Linked DNA regions of Zea mays: region 2 is linked to region 1. Evidence: chromatin contacts called from public Hi-C data. All regions are on one chromosome and are shown on one strand. The core of a region is the stretch at or near the end of the contact, and the rest is flanking DNA. Distances in the headings are between cores, read along the strand shown. Region 1 holds the start of LOC100304368 (Thioredoxin domain-containing protein PLP3B). Region 2 holds the start of LOC100191865 (putative RING zinc finger domain superfamily protein).

Region 1 (5,319 bases), core at 2,224-4,723:
CCATTACTCCATATAATCTATTTGCGTTACATTTCGGCAAACCAAACACCATCCATATCTAAGTTCATTCATAATCAACACTAAGTATTAATATACTTTACAATCAATAGAGTCCAGTTAAAGAAAACCTCTATTATTGATTATCCATGTGGACGTGGTCGCAAATTATTACAGCAGCCTATGACGTGGCCATTTGTTAATTACATGAATGCCAGAGAAAACCTCTATTATTTATGATCCGTGTCGACAGCTTCTTATTAAAATATGTTTGGTTTAACTTTTTTCCGAGAGAATCTAGCTATAGAAAGAATCTGACTGTGGATAGAATCTGTGTATCGAGAAAATTACGTGCCAAAGAAAATAAAAGAGCAATGGACATCTTCGAGGCTTCCACCCGTGACACGGAGATATGATCATAGTGGAATATGACAAAATAATCCTCATCAAGTACGCCAGATTATAGATTGATCTCATTGTGGTAGAATTCTTATGGGAGTCATTATATACTCTAACGATTGTTCACACATATCATTCCAAAATCTAACATGTGCAAGTATGACTTCGTTGAGTGATCAATTATGATTCCATTGAATAATAAGATATTATCTATCAAGATGATGGCGCTTATATTGCTTGGATGCAAATAGGTTATGTGAGTACAATATTACTTGGCCAATTGAGATATGCCAGCTCAATTTTGAACGTGTTCATAAGTTAGATAAGTTAAGAATCTCTTGTACATGCTTTTGTTCTGGTTATCTGGTATAGATACATGAGTCGCACAAATCAATTGCAGTACAGAACAGACAAAATATAAAGTGCAAAAAGGGTGAATCCTCAATCCCCATCTCATGTTCAGTCCGAGTCAGAATCTTGAGCAGTTGAAGATCTAATCCTCCTATTCTTAGACTCGCTTTCTTCATCATCATCATCGTCATCTTTCTTCTTCTCATCGATTATCCCTATAATTTGTTTTTGGTTGTTAACACATTTGTCATAACAAAAAAAATGTCAAGTACTGACAGATACTTTTTATGGATACCTTTCATCTTGAGAATGTTTTCCAACGCTCTTGTTGAAAAATCGTCTTTACTTCCGAGATCTTGAAACCCAACTAACCGGTCAACAGCAATACCCTTCCTGAAATAGGACAGGGATGATAGTATGGTGAAGTAGGAAGATTGCAGGGTACCAAACAGCAAAAAACATTGTCAAATAGGTAGGAGTAATGAATAACTTGTACACTTACTTGAACAATATTACACATGGCAAGGTTTTGATTGCCAGTTTGGCTACAAAGAATGGAGCATTCTGCAGTTAATTATAGATGACATTAGGCTTCATAATTATTAAAACAAAGTAATTTATAGCCAAGTGGTAGTCGTAAACACACTTCAGCATCAAGCTTGATGAATTTTGTTCCCACATAGACAGGAGCAAGGGCCTTCAAATGCTTATCCATGATCCTAGCAAATATCCACAGAAAATATTTCCATAAGTACCAACAACAAAAATAATATCTCAAGAAAACAAGAAAGACAAGTTATGGCATACTTGCAACGGTAAAATTCACGGTGATAGAAATGACATATGACTCTTTCACTGCCAGTAACCTCCCCAAGGAAGTCCCCTTCAATTACCTCCCTGTATTCACCGTGACCTTGCCTTTTTAGCACTTCACGCTTCTCAACCTCTTTCTGTTGCACAGAGAGCTTTCAGGAATAAAAAGAATATAACGCTTGCATAAGCTTCATAAGTGAAAGATGAAGATCAGTACCTTAAGGGCAGCAATTCTCTCCGCGTGCAACTTCTCAAGTTCAGGGTCCTGGTGAAAAGTTCCATGAATTTGACAACCCACGATATAACACATACTATTTGCACACAAATAAGGCAAATTCAAGGGAAAAAGTAAATAAACTTTTTTCTTCGACTCACATCCATCAACTCATCAAGATCAACTTCATCATGGCTTGCAGGTGCTGCTTGAGCCTTGTCTTTAGCCACCATTTCCTAAGATCATGTGCGGCAATGTCAGCATGACAAAATTAAAATCCATAATGGAACACATAGAAAACATGCTCCGTTTACAATGTCAGAAGTGAAATTCAAAGGTAAAAAAAGGAAGAAACATTTAATATCTATACCATAATGGAATGTAAAAACTACTGAAAATGGTAGAAACAAGATGGGGAGTCTGCCAACCACTGTAAAATGACGGAAACAAAGCAATGATACAACAAACAAAGAATTAATGCGGGTTCACAGGATCAACAAAAAATGTCCAAAAAAACAAAATTGATAAATGATTTTTCCATGATAGTCAGGCAATGCTGTATGCAGGAGTCAATCAATCCATCTTTTGCCATATAGCATACAAAAAAACTTAAATTTTACCAATCCATGGTGACAGTGGTGAGAAGCCTTTACACTGAGCCTAAAGGTCCTAGGTTCGACGCAGCCTCAGAAGTAAGGCTTGCCTTGGTTATTCCTTCCCCATACCACACTCATGTGGGAGCCGCTAGCATGGATCTGTCTTCTTTTTTTTTTTTTTTTGTCCATGGTCCTCCAACAAGCTAGGAGTTCTAAATTTTATCAATTTCAAACAATTCCTAGCTCATGCTCACTGCTGAAATAAGGCCTTTAACTAAAAAACCACTGCCATACACAAACCACCTGAGACAATGCAAAGTGTCACATGTACCTATAAGATCTTCTTTAGCGGATCGAGAACTCAAGAAGAGTTATTTGAATACCCGGCTCGCGATACAACTCTCATCCCAAGAGAGAGGAAAATTCAGTTACTTATTCCCGAAGCACACTCCACTCCGCACCGCACAAAATCCAGTACATCCAGCTACACAAAACTCGTTTGCACAGAGCCATCATAGTTTGTTCACGAGAAGTACTTGTGCACCAAGCACCATCACTCTATCGAACGCCTGAAACGCAATAGGTTCTGGATTGATCGTGCCCATTCCATTACTCCCATGGATCACATCCCCACTACACTCTCGAACACAACACCACATTACATTCGAACTAGCAACCAGGTCCTGACACTCGAGCAAACATGCAAGCGTTCCCAGAGGTGCAATTCAGCACCTCCGGGGCGTAGTCAGTAGCTAATATTCCGACCAGAAAACCTAGTCTGAATCAAACTCCGCGTACGCGCACGCCAGCCCTGAGATCCTGCGCGCGGGCACTAGCCACCTCCTAGTCAAACTCCGCGATCCAATAGCGGTATCAAAGGCAGAGCTGCGGCAGCGTAAGGCGGCGCCGGAATATTGGGGAAGAAGTCGGTCACCTTCTGGAGGTCGCGGGCGGCGGCGGCGATGACGTTGCCGAAGGCAAGGTTAGAGAGCGTCGACTTCACTGCGTCCGGATCCATCTCCGCTGCCTCCTGCTAATGCTCCTTCTCGAGCAGGCGTCTCCCTCCGCCGCCGCACCGGCTCGCCGGATTTGCTCTGTTTTCGTGAAGGAAAAGCGAAGCGAAGTGAGCTAGGCCTCGGTGGCTGGCAAGCTCTTCAAGTCGCTGGAAATGGGCCCACCAGACCGAAGTATTAAGCCCAACAGGCCCGCTTCCGAAGTTGAATTGAAAGAACCTGGGCAGTTCGCCTTGTAACTTTGTAAGTGATAAATCTTTACAGTTTTCTACTTTTTGGGGAAAGAAATCGGACGGCTGAATAATTTCGTTCTCTTTTCTATATGCCACTATATAATCCATATGTTTATATTTTACGAAACTCACTCAACCAAATCACCTCCACACAAAACCTCCACTAAACCACTAACTAAATTGCATCCAAACTTAACACATCATCAAAACAAACGATTTAGATAGCTGGATAACTCTCTCTTACTCACTTAAATTTAATAATATTATTTATATCATTCATCATCTCTCCCGCGACCCTCCCCCCTCCGCCCCTAGCATCCACATCTCCCTCATGCCCAGCCCCCAGCCCCTAGCATTCTCATCTCTCTCGTGTCATCACCGCCGTCAACTCCTCTCGCATTGTCGTCATCAACGCCTCATGAGAATCATAGCGTTAGAACCGCCTGCCCCTCCTTAGAATCGTATCATTAGCATGAGTTATATACTATCTAAAATATAAAGAAGTTAGTTTTATCCTATATCAAACTATAGTGATTAAAATTTGAGGGTTTGGTTGGAGCTGCCCTTACTCTCTCGAGCCCATAATATTTGTTGACTTTAGCACAGTAAAGATATATGGTAGACAAAACATAGAAATATATTAGAAAAAAAGAAAAGAAAAGAAAAGGTATATTGAAAAACAGCTATTTTAAAATTTTAATATTTGAACGTCAATATTTTTGGAGTATAGAATTCGATGAATCCCCGTTGTCAATTGTTATTCTGAATGAGGGAGGATAGGCCGATAGGCTGATACGCGAATTTAAACATGACAAAGTCACTTGGAGAGGTGAGAAGCCACGCAGACTTCGTAAAGTACGTGATTTCACTTGGTATAAAACTTTTTGGTTGTCAGGAAGAAACTGTTGCCATTACAATGTACAAAAAAAGAAGATATCAATATTGCCACATTTCAACGCAGTATGCCTGACTTCCTGCTTTTGTATCGCCTCCTGTACAGCTGGGTAGGGTAATGCCACGCCGAGTACCCTAGCTATTATAGAAGCCCCAGAGACCTCAGCTGGCTGATGTGCTCTGCAGGGAGCGGCGGCGGACACCAGTCTGTGCGCTCGCCATCGACATCCTCTACGACATACTCCTGGACGTATGACAGCAAACATGAATACACCACCATGACAGCAATGGGTAAATACCCACCGGGTATTACAACCCCATACTCATACCCACGACACAAAAATAACCCCATCGGGTCACCCATATACACTGGCGGGTATGGATTTACCCCCATACCCATACCCATGTGGGTATGGGTCACCCATCGGGTCACCCGTACCCACAAAAGCTAAACATCTACCAAAATATTGTATGATAAAAATGTCAAGTATATCCATCTAAATACCATTACAAAATTTCTAGCATCATTTAACCATCCATTCAACACACCAAAGATAATTGGATAAAGTAGTAACACTAGGATAGTACTACATAGCATATTACATGTTCCATTACATGGTCATTAAATTGTCGTTAAGTCTTCTATGACATCATGGCCTAAAAGGTTGTTAAATAGTAAAAAAGATGGATGACTAAAGTCAAAGTTCATGCTTGGGCTAAGTTTATATTGGGTATTTTATACCCACGGGTTAACGGGTATGGGTGAAGGCGGAACGTTCTAATACCCGTTTACCCATTGGGTGAAGATT
Region 2 (5,843 bases), core at 1,018-3,517, 220 kb before region 1:
GCAGCACAGGCACACACTGCCAGCATCCACATCTCATTTGATGACCAACAGCGACGCAGAACAGCCGTCCGGTCCAAGCAATTGATGCACACTGCCTCGACAGGCGACTGGGCAGAACTACCCTGCCTACTTCAACCTCACACCATTAGCGTTGGAATTTTTAAATGAGGTGTTAGTGCCCTGACAGAGACATGGCAATGCAGGTGAGACGGCCTGTCAGATGGAACTTTGTCCATAATCCTAACCTCTAGACATACCAGGTTTAGTGGGTGTTTGGCACTGCTCTAGACTCTAGGTTTCAGCTTCATCGTGAAGCTGTGATGTATAATATAAATTTAAATTGCTTTAAAAATTATTAATCTAAATACAAAATAAAATTGCTTATCTAAGCTTCTTCTAACTGTATATAACTTCAGCTTAACGATCTTCTGAAGCTCTTCATCGACCTCACCAAATTTTGAAGCTCAAGTAATAGTAAACAGGGCCTTAAAAGGCCATGTTTGATACAGAGAAACTAGATAGGAGTGAAACAAATCTGAGCAACATATAACTTCAGATCATTCATGTACCCATAACGAACATGAGTGATCTCTTAGGCTATGTCGATTGGAGAGGATTAAATACCTTCCTATTCAATTTTGAATAGCCCCTCCAATTCCCTTCGTTCCGCTCCAAAACGAACATGCCCTTACACGTATCTTACACATGTATTCGTGCTGTAAATTTCGCATACAAAACTACTTCCGTCAAGGATTCTTTCTTACTTACAATTCCTGACGCTCCGCAGTGCATGCACAGGCTCACGAGTTATTTACTTGTTACTGCTGACGAAGCGATTATACAAGAAACATGGAAAAGATATCATTTTTTACCTTCTCATGTCTCGTGCCCGGCACACACAAAAACTTGGCAAACCAACACCAACCTTCACTCCTCCAAGCTCCCAGCTCCCAAAGCTGCAAGTTTCACCAGACCACCGATGGCCTCGTCGTCGGCCTCAGTCGGTTCGCTATGACGTCTCGTCGGCGCTGACGCCGGGCGCCGACGGCCCCGGCCTTGGCGGCAAGCGCTGGCAGGTAGCGGCGCCGAACGAGGCGGACCGGTGTACCCCGACCCCGGCCATCTCCAGCGCGTCCGAGAGCTTGAGGAGCCGCCTGATCTTGCCGAGCCCCGTCACGTCGTCCTCGCCGTCGCGGAAGCTGCTCGACGCCGGCGCACGCAGCGGGACGTCCGGCCACGCCCGCCGCGGCAGCGCCGCCATGGACGACGCGGCCCGCCTGACGGCCCGGTCAGGAAAGCCGCCGCCGCGCGCGGGGTCCTGTGTTTGAACGCCACCGATGACGGCGCCAGCAGCAGGGTTACCCTCTTCCCGGCGCCCGGACGTTCCCGGTGCGGGGTTGGGGTTAGCGGCGGCGGCGGCGACCTGCACGGGCGCGCGGCAGAGCGGGCAGTTGACGTGGGCGCGGAGCCAGGTGTCGATGCAGGCGCGGTGGAAGGCGTGGGCGCAGCGCGGCAGCAGGCGCAGCGTCTCGCCGTGGCGGAACTCCGCGAGGCACACCGCGCAGCTGCCGCCGCCGTCGGAGCTGGCGCCGGCGCCGCGCTTCTTGGCGTCGTACACGACCGCGGCGATCGCCGAGATGGCGCGCTCGTCGAGGCCCTTGGTGCGTATGTACCACACGTGGTGCACGCCGCCGCCGGCGGCCTCCTCGTCCTCCCCCTCGCCGGCCTGCTGCGCCACCGCGCCAGCCAGAACCTGGCCCCCTCCCGTCTCGGCGTGGTGGGCCAGCGGCGCGCCTTGCGCCCGCCGCCGCCGCGCGACCAGGCAGTGGACGAGCAGCGCGAGCAGGAGGACCGCGGACACGGTGAGGAGCGACGCCGAGAGCGCGACGAGCGGGGTCGGGAGCCGGCTCGAGCGGAGGCGCACGGTGGCCCCAGGGGACGGCGGAGGCGGCGGCTGGCACTGGGGCAAGTAGGCGCACGGGCCGGAGCAGCCGTCGCCGCAGAAGAGGAGCGGAGGGGACGTGGCGACGCCGCCGCCGGGGTCCCCGTCCCGCTGAGGCAGCGGCCCAATCGGCCTGGGCCTCTTGGTGGGCTTGGGCTTAGGCGGCTTCGGCTCTGGCTTTCGCCGCGGCAGCGGCTTCTCCTCCTCCTCCTCCTCCGGCAGCGGCAGCGGCGGCGGCATGGAACGGATCGCCTTGACGCGTGCCCTGCCGTGCCGTGTGAGACTCGACGCGGTGTGTGTGTGTGGTCGCGCTACTCGACTCGGCCTCGCCTTGTGTTGTTGTTGTTCGATGTGAATGCGGTGGTGATGTGGTGGAAGGGTGACCTGTGAGATTTGTCATGGAAGTCTGTCCATGTAAAAAAGATGAAAATGATTTTGACGGAGATTATGACACTACTGGACTACTATACGCATGAGTGGTTTAAAATAAAAGCCAGGAGTTAGAAAGCAGCTTTCATGGAATATCTTGCTCAGTTGACAGTGGGGACTGGGGTCAGGTCAGTGCTTTTTTAAGCACGATTTCTTTTGCATTATTTATCCCGGGACAAGACGAGCAAGGTTAATGATATAGATTATAGTAGGCTTTTTATAATATAATACTGTCATGCCACATGTTACCAACTAAAAAAATCAGTAATATAATAACTAGCTCACGATACAAATGGTACGTTTAATACTTGGTCTCTCTGTTCCTCTTATAAATTATTTAAAGCTAGTTTAGAAATCTCATTACACCAAATTTTCATTTTTCTAAGAAAAAAATAGTTTATTTTTCCTTTGGAAATATAAATCGCTCGGTAAAATGGAGCTCTCAAACTAGTCGTGTAAGAGTAGTTTTGTGAGCGGTCTTTTTTAGCTGGCTACTAGCGAGCAGGCTTATTCTCTCTAATTCTCTCCTTTTTTTTATATATAGTTTACTATGAATTTGATGTGATATGTATAGCAAAAACAGAGTAGCTTGCGGGTTAGCAGAAGCAGGATATTAAGTGATGGGGTGGTGGAACAAATCCCATTTTAAATAGGAACGGGCAACGGCAGCAGCAGCAGTAGATATATTGTTGTGGTTGGGTGTTTGTTGGCCGTTGGCACAAACAAGGTAGATTTATGGCCGATTGACCATGCTCTGCCTGGGACGAGTGGCCCACCCGCACTCGCGCGACGCGTCCCGCTACCGGCCCCACGTGCCCATGCGCTGTGTCTGTGCCGGCGGCCTGACGGGTGGGACTCCTGTACTAGGTGGGGCTGCCTCTGTGGGCCGTTTTAGGGAGAACGATAACAAAAGCTCTTGGGCCGGGTTCTGGTAACGAACGCCCATATGTACAATGGTAATGCCACGAAGCCCAAAACAAAAAAAAAATGGAGATGCGGGGTATCGATCCCCGTACCTCTCGCATGCTAAGCGAGCGTTCTACCATCTGAACTACATCCCCATTTACGTTACGTTGGAAACTGAGTTAGATAATAAAGAGATACATGGAAAGCCGACGGCGGGATACCATTGCGACCTGCGGAGCTGTGGCTGCCGCTCGACGCTTGCGAGTTGCGTTTCCATCGCCAGTCCCCATCCAATACCTGGGAAGAGAGATCGGCGAGTTGCGTCGCCAATTACGTCTTTCCCTGTATCTCTACTATACTTTACTAGTTTCAAGGGTCGTACTACGTCATTTTTTACATAAAGACTCTACATTTCTTTCAAATCAACTCAATATAAAATGTTAAAAAGCGGTGTAAAAGATAGGGTTTGAACCCGCATTCCCACTGGACGAAGCTGTCTAACCAATAGAACATCATGCTTATGTGTTTATAATATCGAATATAAATTATATATATATATATATATCATTTTTTGTAAAATAAAAAAATCGTGTCGGGTTGGGCCAGCACGCCGCTCGTGCCGGGTTGGCCCAAACACTATTAAATGGGTCGTGCCTCGGGCCGGCTCGCGAGACACGACTCATTTGGTCATCTATACCTTCGCACGATAATGATGGTCCTCGTCTCAGTTACCACCACCTTATTCGTCATTCTACTTCTTTTATCTCTCCCCTCATGCATCCACCTCCGCGCCACCCTATTCTCGGCAGAGAGGCGTAGGAGCATGCACCTCTTCCTCGTATTCGTCCAACACCATCCTCGACACCGACTCGCGCAATGGCTATTGAATATCCACGAGGACGTTTCACATCATGCGCGCACCATCGTTTTCGCCATCGTCGGGCGTCCCGTTCGTCTTCCCGGCCTTCGCTCTGTTCTTCCTCCCCAACCTGCTGCTCCTGCCCACGGTCGCAACCGCAAGCCGACCGACGCTCGTCGACGCGAGTACGGCGCGAGTTGGTCACACTCCTGGCCTTTCTCCGTGCGTGTCGTCGAGGAGGACATGGTGGCACCTGCCACACTTAGGTTATCTTAGCGATGAGGAGTCCAGGTCTGAGATATTGGACAACCAAGGCCCATAGCGTGGCAGCAGCCGACATATGCTACAGAGTTGGTGGTGGTGTTGTGTCGCTTCGACGGGTCTAGGGCTGGGAAGACACTCGCATTCTCTCGCCCTTCTCGGATTGGCGCTTGGTGCGGGTGCCTCTTGGTTTGGAGCTGCTCCGGCTGAGCTTCTTTCTACGCTTGCGTGCTCTCTCCCTATATATCTAGCGGTATACTACCTATGTCGCCTCCAGATGCCCAGGTCTCTGATTTGTTACCTATGGTACACGTGCGTTCTTAAAAAATATTATGCGAAGAGCGGAGACAATCAATAAAAAATCTTGAGAACTTTTTGGTGGATAATTTACGTGGGTATTATTGTGAGCCGTCGCAACGCACGGGTAACCGACTAGTTGGAATTTAGTTTACCTTTTGCGGCTCAAAACTACCCAAACAACAAAAAACAATAATAATAACGACAATAACAACAACAACAACAACAACAACAACAACAACAACAACAACAATAATAATAATAATAATAATAATAATAATAATAATAATAATAATAATAATAATAAGTTGTTCATGCACCACTACAGTTTTTATATATGATATAAGTATTCTTTATACAATATAAACCAACATGAGATACAATCATTAGACGCGGGTGCTATTTTCCTCGAATCCCGATAATTGCACATTTAGGGAACACTCCCTACGTGCGGAGGGAACGATGCACGACGAAAATCATTATTTATATTACTGTTTCTTATATATTACATATATGTAGACCTTACTTGAATGAGATATTTATACAAACATAATTATTTTTTATTTTCTAATTATTAGTATACATATATTTTAAATATCTCTCCTCCATATAATGCACGCAGGTGTGTGTCGTAGTGAGAGAAGCGGAGCGCCTTTGAGGCAAGCGACCTTAATTAGTTCGAATCCTGATCAACACACTATTTTTTTCTCTTATTCCGTGAGGGCGTGCGTTCGAGTGGACACGAGTGGACGCGTGACGAAACTCGTGCTTAAACGTAGTAGAGGTATAGATTTTGACATGTGATGATCAAATCACTAACCATTGTGAAATGATTTTAGTGAACTCAGTGAATTATATGAAGGATTTAACTCAAAACTATTGCCTAAAAATTGCGGGTTGAGAGACATTGATATGATTCAACAACAACAAAAGCAACATAGAAGCGTTGCCATAGCCCATAGAACATACAAGGGAACCACCATGAAGAGCAATTGATGCACTGTGGAATAGGGCACAGAATGCCATCCTTCTCGGACCTTATCGATAACTGCAACATCATGTGCACCTAGCTCAAAACAGAAATTGCACTATACCAGCAACGAGGGCAAGCTCCATCCATATGAATTGTAAGTCCGTTACAGCTAGTCA

Evidence for each region. A called contact is a pair of places that touch in the nucleus more often than the background predicts.
Region 2: a contact with region 1 is called in a Hi-C map of ear, with 2.6 times the contacts expected there. The contact joins the promoter of LOC100191865 here to the promoter of LOC100304368 in region 1. A contact is called at or near these places in 4 of 25 Hi-C or Micro-C datasets (ear, leaf and tassel).

Annotation. Positions count from the first base shown.
Region 1 is chr2:235,242,256-235,247,574 of Zm-B73-REFERENCE-NAM-5.0, reverse strand. It overlaps LOC100304368 (Thioredoxin domain-containing protein PLP3B), which reads right to left and starts at 3,473. Exons shown (of 8, transcript NM_001165806.1): 1 at 3,305-3,473; 2 at 1,936-2,010; 3 at 1,778-1,825; 4 at 1,555-1,697; 5 at 1,394-1,466; 6 at 1,250-1,311; 7 at 1,043-1,140; 8 at 671-962. The coding sequence starts at 3,388. The coding sequence ends at 856. LOC100282791 reads right to left here. Exons shown (of 7, transcript NM_001155697.2): 7 at 4,426-4,754. The coding sequence ends at 4,653.
Region 2 is chr2:235,461,904-235,467,746 of Zm-B73-REFERENCE-NAM-5.0, reverse strand. It overlaps LOC100191865 (putative RING zinc finger domain superfamily protein), which reads right to left and starts at 2,267. Exons shown (of 1, transcript NM_001137289.1): 1 at 691-2,267. The coding sequence starts at 2,182. The coding sequence ends at 1,010. TRNAA-AGC (transfer RNA alanine (anticodon AGC)) reads right to left here and starts at 3,432; the gene lies at 3,360-3,432.